Regions from separate parts of the Oryzias latipes genome. Here region 1 is linked to region 2. A link is a contact called in public Hi-C data. All regions are on one chromosome and are shown on one strand. Each heading gives the region's core, a stretch centred on a gene start, on an enhancer-like site or on the middle of the called end of the contact. The rest is flanking DNA. Distances are from core to core; before and after follow the strand shown. Region 1 holds the start of LOC101161208 (XK-related protein 5). Region 2 overlaps lin28b (protein lin-28 homolog B).

Region 1 (4,542 bases), core at 612-3,111, 50 kb before region 2:
TACTTTGATTGTAAATCTTGGATCACCTGCAACACCGCAGACCCACCAATGGAAGACTCTCGCAAAAAACATGAGGCAGGTCACCCTGGCACCCAGCATGCCTGCCCTCCACACCAGCTGGCACAGCAAGGCTGCAGGAGGCATGGCCAAGTGGCCAGGTCGTATAAGACAGCACGCTCTGCTGTACAGCACCAGTGCCCAGGAAACAGACAGCACGCATAAGCCACAGCAGTATGCCACTGAAGGTTAAAAAGAAGTATTAAACATTGTTTAAATGACCATACTCATCACCGTGCATCTAATATAGGTTTACCTGGCGATGTGATGCCCACGTCGGTGGACACTACAACGTATGCCTGCAGCAGGCTCTGAGGCAGTGTAAGGACAAGAGCCTCTAGAACCCAAAGAGCAGCAACATCTGCCTGCTGCATGACAACAACCCCAAGTTCAGACACGGAGCCTTGCCTGCGCAGAACAGACTTCATGCAATCCCAGAGCCTGCCAGAGGAGGGAGACATACACAACCTTAGAGCACAAATCACTTTACCAATGAGGTCTGATCCTCACTATAGGTCACCAAAGTGTGATTCTCACTGATTTAAATCCTGAATCATTTGTTTTGGTGCCAATCTGTATGAACGTGTGACTATTTTACCTTTTAAAGATGCCCAGGTGTAGGATGTGTATGACAGAGAGATAGCATCGCCTGTCGTCACCATCATCATAGTACCACTTCACACTCAGCAGCTGAACCGCTGTCCCCGGAAGAAAGAGCCCGAGTGTGAGGCCAGCCCACTGCGTCTCCTCGTTCCAAAGGTAAAACCCTATGCAGTAGATCACTGACTCACACAAAACAACAGACACAAACCGGTTTATGAATCCTAAATCATCCCAACCAGCATGTATTTATAAAGACATGTTGACAAATGCAACAAAACAAGGGTCCTGGTGAAATTAAAGTGCGCACGTGTTTCCAAAATATTTCCAAGAGACGAGATCTGAAGCATCTCTTGACCAAAACGTGTTTTCATGCAGCTTTTGAGTCCTTCACCAAAAAGGCCATCAGCACAGCATCTATACAGTGATCTGCAGAACATGGCCCATCCCTGTTCTATCCTGACCTTGCCTGACTGACCTGCAAATTTGCTGCAATGCTTATTTCTCAGCTTACATTTCACACATGTGTATTTATCACATGAATGAAATGTTAGATTGACTTCAGTAATTTTTTCTAATAGGAAAGGGTGTGGGTTGAGTAAAAAAAAAAGGTGGAAGGCATATAATCAATATGTGGAAAAATATAGTAATAGTATTTTTTTGTCCATCATGGGTGACCCCTGGAGGTCCCACAGTCCACCAGGAGTCAGCTGCATCCAGCTCTCACGCCTGTACCACCGCAACCTCTTTGATCCCTCTGATGATGCTGAAAGAGCTCCATCACTAACCAACGCTGTTTCCCCTCTCATCATTACCCCCCCTCCCCCCAAAAAAAACAACAACAAAAAAGCATCATATATTTTACAGGAAAAGGTTGTTTCAGTCGAAATATCATTTTGCACACCAGCAGCCAGGTTAGCATTCCGCTAGGAAAATCTATCCCCACTTACGAGCGCTCCGCTCGGCTACGATAACCAGCGCCGACACGCCGAACAGAACCGCGTGACACCACGCGATCCAGCAGCCGCTCCGCCGGGTGGCGGACGGCATCCTGCGGGCAACCGCTCCAGCAGCGGCGTTTATCATGCTGCGGTTACGTGGGGGGAAAAAAACCCGGCGATACCATCCTGAGCGTCCTCCACCCCGGGAACATCCGCTCCCTTTTTCCTCTTCTCGCGCTGCCAGCCCCCCTGTCAAAAATACGTGACGTCATCGGGAGGCTTAAAGAGGCATCAGCCATGCTTCCGCTCTGATGAAAACATGCACACCTGAAACTGATGCTTCTCATTCTTATCATATTTGATATGGAAATTAAAAAAAAAAAGTTTTTCTGTGTGAGTTTTTAACATGATCTTGTCACATTTTTCAGATGTTAATTTTAAGAAAATTAAGCATAAAATTGCATTTTAGAATATTTATCTATTGAAATCATTGTGAATTAGGAGCAGCCGGAAAATGCAGTTTGAAAAAAAGCTTATGTTTGATGTTGTAAACCTCCTGGTTGGCTTTCTGCTCCAAGCTCATAGGGAAGGGGGGCGGGGTTGCTTCATGCCACATAGGTCTAAGTTGTGGCCAGGTCCTGGCCACAACTTAGAGGTTAAAATTAAAGTCCCATTAGCTGTCACGCACCTATGTGTGTGTGACATTTGTTGTACACATCTGACCCATCCCCGTTGGGGAGCGGTTTGCTGCCAGGAACCATTTGGTGGTTTGGTGATTTAACCCCCCAATCCAACCCCTTGATGCTCAGTGTCAAGCAGGGAGGCATTGGATCTTTGGTATGACTCGACCTGGATTTGAATTCACAGCCTTCCAGACACTTTGCCATAAAGCCACTGAGCTGGTAGAGGTGAATTTCTAATGAACTACTGCCGCTCTGCAGAAAATAGGTTCTAAACGACACTTTTTTAAAATGAATTTGACTAAAAAACAGCCTACAGTAATCATAATTAAAAGACCACTGGGAACACACATAAAAAACCAAACGTTTTTAGAGTGGGACTTCAAGATTTTTTATTTATGTGCAACTTCTTTACCTTCCTCAATTTCTCACTCAGTTCTTTCTCAGTATGTTGGGCCTTATTTTTGTTTAACAGTGAGCCTTCTTTTTAGCAGATGTTTGTTTCTTTCCTTTTTTAAAAACTGTGGGAGTTTTCTTCCTAATTATACATTTACAGCGCTTTTTCAAAATGTTAACTACTAAATAATTAGATACAATCTGTCGGTTGCTTGTACAGACTTTGCCTTTTTCACATGATCTTTGCTTTGTTATAGCGGTGTGTTTCATCCATACTGATCTCATTTCTTCTGTCATCTGTTTTCATCTCGAGATGATGCAGCAGAGCAGCTTGAAGGCACTCTGTGACCTGATCTTCAGTGTATCATCAGCCGTGAGGAGACATGTTCTTTTGTTGTCAACGGTTGGGCACTTTGAACCTTTTGCCACCTGATACCCTTTAAAGTTGTAATGTGAGTATCACAGGAGGTTGCAGCCCAGTCACAGTGTGAGTCTGTCCTTCTACCACAGTGAGGTGTGCAAGATCTGGAGCAGTACTTAACCACACATCTCTACAATGTGCACATTATGCTAAAATGAGAAATTTTATCAATACCTTCCTTAACTAAACATTATAATGTCAGACATTAAACCCAAGAGACGTATTGCTACCTATTGGCGCTGTGTGGTTTGGTATTGTCTTTCCAAATTAATCATATCTTTATTGCTCAGTGTAGTTTTATGTGTTGATACCAACTAGAGGGGACTATTCGAAGACTAATATAAAGGTTTTTCACATAAGCGAAGCATGCTTGCACAAAGGAAGCATAAATGTAATGCACGCACAACTGAGGTTTCCTCTGTGTTGTCACTACCTTTAAGTCCGCTTTCACAACACACATTAAATAGATGCTGTCACTTTAATCAGACAACAAAAATACACACAAAGAAACTCTCAGTCTCACACAGTGAGACCACAATTACATATAATAAATGTTTGGGTATAAATCTTGTTTAGTTGTCATTTCAGCAAAACGGTTCCTGAGATGCAAGAAAAACAGTAAAAAAATATTGCAATTCTGTGCTTTTATACATGTTAGATTAAAATTAGCAAGAGAATAAATAGACACAAAAATGTAGACTACATCAGGCGAGGCTCAGCCTGCTGTTTTGACCTTTTATGATCTGCAGTCCCTTTAATAGGCCAGCCGATCCATGATTGAGGTAAGGCTTTTCTCCGGATAGGGCAGTAATTCACAGCTGTCGAGCTGACCTATAAGGATTATTTGGCCAGATTAACAGGACATCTTTAAGTCTCTGAAACACAGCCGGATTCCAGTTTGATTCTTGAGGGATTCAGACATAAGGGACTAATTCGGTGGAGCTGACCCTCGCAACTCTTTTTTGCCGATTTGCAGAGGCTTAACTCGGTCTCCCCTTCCACTCCCTCCAGGTGACTTAAGACTCCAGTTTGTATCTTCTTTATCAGGTCAAAAATATTCCCCCTCTCCATATCTATCCCTGCTGACAGCACTTCAAGCTGCTCGGCGGCCTCGCTGCTGTCAAATCTTTCTATCTCACAGTTAAACCGATGTAGTTCCTCTGGCGAGTATCTGCAGGAAGCTGAGGGTGAAAGAGGGCAGAAGCCTTGAAGGTGCACCTGCAGGCTGCAGTAGTGGAGAAAGGCACAGGAACAGTGAGGACAGCGGTGGAGTCTCTCCCCAGTGTGCAGGCGTTTGTGGAGCTTGAGGTGGATGAACTGAGTAAACCTGGCTGGGCACAGCTTGCACTGGTAAGGCCTCTCACCGGAGTGAAGCCGAAGGTGGGTCTTCAAGTTGCTCGTGCTGCTGAATCGCTTATGGCACACCTGTTTTAATATTTAGCAGAGG
Region 2 (4,827 bases), core at 887-3,386:
GGTTCCCAGCTTTTTTAATTAAATTAAGTGTTTTGTAGAAGTTTGTGGTTAATGCAACTGCAAGTCTAAAGCAAGTAAACTAATAAGGGTCCCTCTTTACAGACAACCGTTACGCTACGCTTTTTGATCGATTGATTTGATTGATACATAAAAGATAATCAAATATTTTTGATGATTTTTATTTCCCCTAAATACCCTAACAGGAAATAAATATTTAAAAAAACAAAATAAAACAAATGAGAACCTTCCTTATCAATTTATTTTCAAGGGGACAGTCTAAAGGAAATGCTTTCTGAATTGCAATAAATTTTCCTGCAGTTTCATTTAAAGGCTGCTGTTTATTCCTTAAGAAATGACCTGTATTTACCTCAGCTGTATGGCAATATTCTCATGTATTGTGGAAATCCCAATTTGACCAAATAAGGCCTTCTTCTGCTTTTGACAAATTGACAAAATAAGTTGGGAGGGACAAATCCAAAAACCAGGAAGTTTTCTTTTCAATTCTGCCTGGGTTTTATGATAATCCAAGTGTTATAAAAACAATCAGAATGTAAAATAAGTGAAGAAAAAGTCTTAAGAATGCATGCGTTTTTCCAACAAAAAACGAAAGCTATATATTTGGACATCTGAATCAGACAGAGAAGGAAAGCTGAAATGCCTTTGGAGACAGACAGAATGTACTATGCCACGTTCCTGGTTAGGGAAACCTCAGCAGTCAGACTCACTGTTTTCTCCTGTGGTTGATCAGAGGATGACTGCAGACAGACTGGAGCTCACATACCTCAAACTGCTGCTTTTGACTGCAGCTCTGTGCTTTGCCTTGACTGTAAAAACAATGTAATCTAGGGGACAAAGATTTGTTGTGTTTATTCTTTTTCTTTAAGTGAAGAACATTCTTGGGACCTACATATTTCCGACTAAAAGGAGATACTGTACTTTGTTAGCCTCACATTTTCCATGTTTGCTTTGTCGATTTTATTGTGGCCTTAGAGGGTTTTCTGTGATTTTTTTTGTTTGTTTTTTGTTTGTTTTTTTGCGAGTTTGTATAGAGCCAAGCACTGATCGCTTTTAAATGGAGAAATGTTCTTTTATGTTCATATCACTTATTAATTTAGCCTCAGTATATGTGTCCTGCTTTTTGTATTATTTCTGTGAACTTTGGATTTTTAAATGTCTTAAACTTGATTGGAAAATGAAACTATTATATTGGCATTAAATGATGTATGATTACTAAAAGAAATGGATTATTGTGTCGCATTTAAAAGGCTGTAAATACAAGAATTTGTTTTAAGTACTTGGAAAAAATTCACAAGATCTGGTATAAATTCAATGTAATTAAAACATCACTACTAAAAGAAGTGTATTCATGTATCTGAAAGTTGATGAAATTGAATGACCAATTAAAAATATTTAAAATTTAAATTAGATTATTTTGTAATGCTAAAGCATAAGTAAAAATCAATAGACTGCAAAATTATTAATCCTTACATAGTTAAATACAAAAAACTGGAACATAAAAATGACTTAAAACTTAATCATTGTATTTTAAATAACATTTCTTTAGTTGTCTACTCATACATAAACTTTAGAATAATGTTTATTAAAACAATTTTCACAGTTGTTTTGCACAAGATTTTAAGGAAAAACATTTCATGACTTAATTTAGGCATTTTTTATATCAAATCAAATCCCCATTTATAGACTTTTCATACCTTTTAACACAAAGGGCAGTACACTAGACTAAATATAAAAAAAGCAAATGCATTCATGAAATGGAGACAAACAGTTTGACTATTACTTTTTATAATTAAAAAAAATGATCATAAATAAATAAAAATCAATGATTTTTTTAATTTATTTTTTGTTATAGGACTACATGAGATAATGGAGCATGTATGAATTTTAAATATGATGTAATAATAATAATATAGTAGTCTGAGATTAGAAATACGTTTTTATTATCTTAGAAAAGAAACAAGTCATTAAATGTGAAAACAAAATAATTTAAAAACTGCTTCTTCGTTTTTTTTGTGACTGATACTTTTTTTCTCCACACGGGGGCAACCTAGTGATACTAAACCCTGATTCTCCCTCAGGCCTGTGAAGGGCAGCCAAAACAGATTAATCACCTCAACACATCTGAGTCACCAAGACACTGGTGTTTCTTCACTGCCCTCTCTCTGTTGTCCTGCTCTTCTTCAACAGCATCGAGCCGCCTGTTTTATAACCAGCATTCTCCTCCTGTTAAGTACACCCAGGCTTTGAGGCTTCCATTTGTTTGCACTTTCCCTGATTTACTTACCATTTTTCTCCTGCAAAGCCCGTCTTTTCAAATATTCAATTTGTTGAAATGTCTTTGTGAAGGTCACCCATTTCTATGTGATAATAGAAGGAAGTGGCGATAAGGAGACGGGAGAATTGCAGGATAAGCGGCGGGCCTTCGCTGCAGCTATAACAGCAAAGGTGTTTTTTTTTTTAAGATGAGAGGGGCAGTGTGCAGGCCAACAAGAGGGCTAAAAACACCTTCTCTACTGTTTTCCCTATCCTTCATCCCTAAACTGCATGTTGACCTTTGTACCACTGCCTCCAGGCTGTATGCTTTAACCTTTCCAGTGAGATAGAGGGGGCTCTTGCACAAGGGGATGGAAGATGGATCACAACTGCTGTATGTTAATGTGACAGACAACAATACACACCGGCATTCATGCACTGTTTAAAGCCATGTCTTTTCTCACAGAAGCCTTCTCATCCCTCATGCGCACACTTGTACACGGATGCAGACAGCCTCCATAAAGATGTTCTCAGCATCAGCACTCTGGACTATTATATCTACTAGCACACCCTGAATTATTCATCCGTCATTAAAATGCACTACGAGTAATGATAGCTGGGAGTATGTTGCAGGGTATTCTTTTTCTTGAGTAAAACACAGGGGTCATTAGGAGTCATTTCTGGTCAATTTTGTATGATCAACCATGCTCCAGAGAAAGGCAGACAAAAAAAATTCCCATTTACTTTCTGTGCATTGGGAATTCATGTTGAAAGAGATCAAAGGGGACAGACAAAGAGATGAGGGAATCGACATCTTCTTGTCTCCATTTGGCTCCCTGTGAGGGGAGGAAAATTGCTTTAAAGCTGATACCTTGATGAAAGAAAAGGCATTATGCCTGATGTATTCCTCCAGAGGTGGAATCAACAGTATGAATGACTCAAAGGCAGATGGAGAGGGGAGAAACTGAGCATTTGTTTGAGAGAAACTAATGTGGGATTTTGGAGTGGAATGTGGGTACTGTTTGACAGCGGCGAACAAAACATGATTCCCCTGTCAGGAGAAGTGGTGGGTTCCACGCTCAACACTGTTATTTCCGTCGTGTGCACAAGTGGCACATTAGATGTCATCAGGCAGTGAGCTAATTTGCAATATCGGTCCAGGGATTTTATCAAACTGAGCACCAACAGCCAATCCGCGCTAAAAAAAAAATGTGATCTTGTGTCACAAACAGCGTTTTCTTTCCCCTGCCAAACAGGTTTTCTGCCAAACAGGAAATAACCAGAAGACCAGCACTGTTATTTCCCTGACAGAGCTGTCAAAGCATCTAGCCTACCATGCTAGTTACACACCAAGCAAATAGAAATGAAAACACTGTCAGTGAAAAGACTCATGGGGTAACGGAGATGCCAGGAGCAGGGTGAATCACTTAGCAATCTGTGCTCCTCCATTCTGCAGCTGCCACCCACCACCACACATCTGCCACTGGGAAAAAAAAACCAACGAAAACCAAATGAAACACATGACACAAAAGATCACTTCTTCAAATTGAAATTTATTTACCTTCTAAACATATTTTGTGTCCTGGGAGCGCCCACGTGACTGGAAGATACCTGCATGCAGGTGGTGAATACCTGTGAACATATGTTTTCTTATGCTGAAATCATTCCCTAATCTAAGTCAGATGAAATTATGTGTGTTGGGTCAGCAGCTCTGCCAATTTGTTTCGTGTAAAGGTTGCTCTGATTTGCATTTTTATGCTTAACTTACCATAACTTTAAATAATCAGGACCTGATGGGTCCGGCTGACTTCTGGATTTTGGCATCATCACTGCAGCACCTTGACCCTTTCCCTTCTCCTGTTCTATGACCCAGTTTTGGCTGAGCTTTGATAAGACCTCACATTTGAACACTATATGTGGTCAACTCAAAGACAACAACCAGATCTTCTGAGAGCAAAACAGAACCGTCTGTGATGCAACAGTGAGGCTTCCAGGTTTAAAAAGTTGATTTTTGTGTTTAATTAAGATCTTTCTAAATAAATACAAAAGTTAAGATTTGATTTAAGTTTGAATTCAAAGGCATACATACCAGAGATTCACAAAAACCAAGATGATGTTTTTTGTGAGCAGAGCCATGTTGGATTTTACATTTTACAGAGCTTTGGATAGTAAAAATGCAACACTAAATGCCAAATGCCAGCATTATCAACCTAAAAAGTTTGTTAATTTTTTTTCTGCATTCTGCATTTTTTCATTGGTCGAAACCAATGTTAATCCCTTCATGCCATTAGTTGATATTTTACAGCGTAGGCCAGTACACAGGCACCCCCCACCCCATTAGTCACAACTGAATTTTGTTTGTCCATGTCAACTTGATACAAAAGACATCTAACACTATATATCAATTTCTACTTCAGAGAAGAAAAATCCGTTAATTTCTGATTAAATAAGGTTTCGTAACCATAGAGTTGTAGTAAATGGTAAATATTTATCTTTAATACTATCTAAAGATTTATGAAAAGTCCATTGATATGAAGAAAAGAAATGAAAATTAAA

The links. Hi-C and Micro-C count contacts between places; a contact is called where the count stands out from the background.
Region 1: a contact with region 2 is called in a Hi-C map of gastrula embryo, with 2.2 times the contacts expected there. The contact joins the promoter of LOC101161208 here to the enhancer-like site in region 2. A contact is called at or near these places in 4 of 5 Hi-C or Micro-C datasets (embryo and gastrula embryo).

What each region holds. Positions count from the first base shown.
Region 1 is chr24:6,975,994-6,980,535 of ASM223467v1, reverse strand. It overlaps LOC101161208 (XK-related protein 5), which reads right to left and starts at 1,861. Exons shown (of 7, transcript XM_004083581.4): 1 at 1,608-1,861; 2 at 656-839; 3 at 314-498; 4 at 27-239. The coding sequence starts at 1,743. It overlaps prdm1b (PR domain zinc finger protein 1-like), which reads right to left. Exons shown (of 7, transcript NM_001278810.1): 7 at 3,560-4,520. The coding sequence ends at 3,963.
Region 2 is chr24:6,926,155-6,930,981 of ASM223467v1, reverse strand. It overlaps lin28b (protein lin-28 homolog B), which reads left to right. Exons shown (of 5, transcript XM_011491588.3): 5 at 1-216. Among protein-coding and RNA genes, the nearest start is that of lin28b, 25 kb to the left of the region's middle. Within about 2 kb of position 2,136, at least 2 of the 8 cell types and tissues checked have an H3K27ac peak or open chromatin away from gene starts, as enhancers often do. A contact at or near this core is called in gastrula embryo, where this site is marked.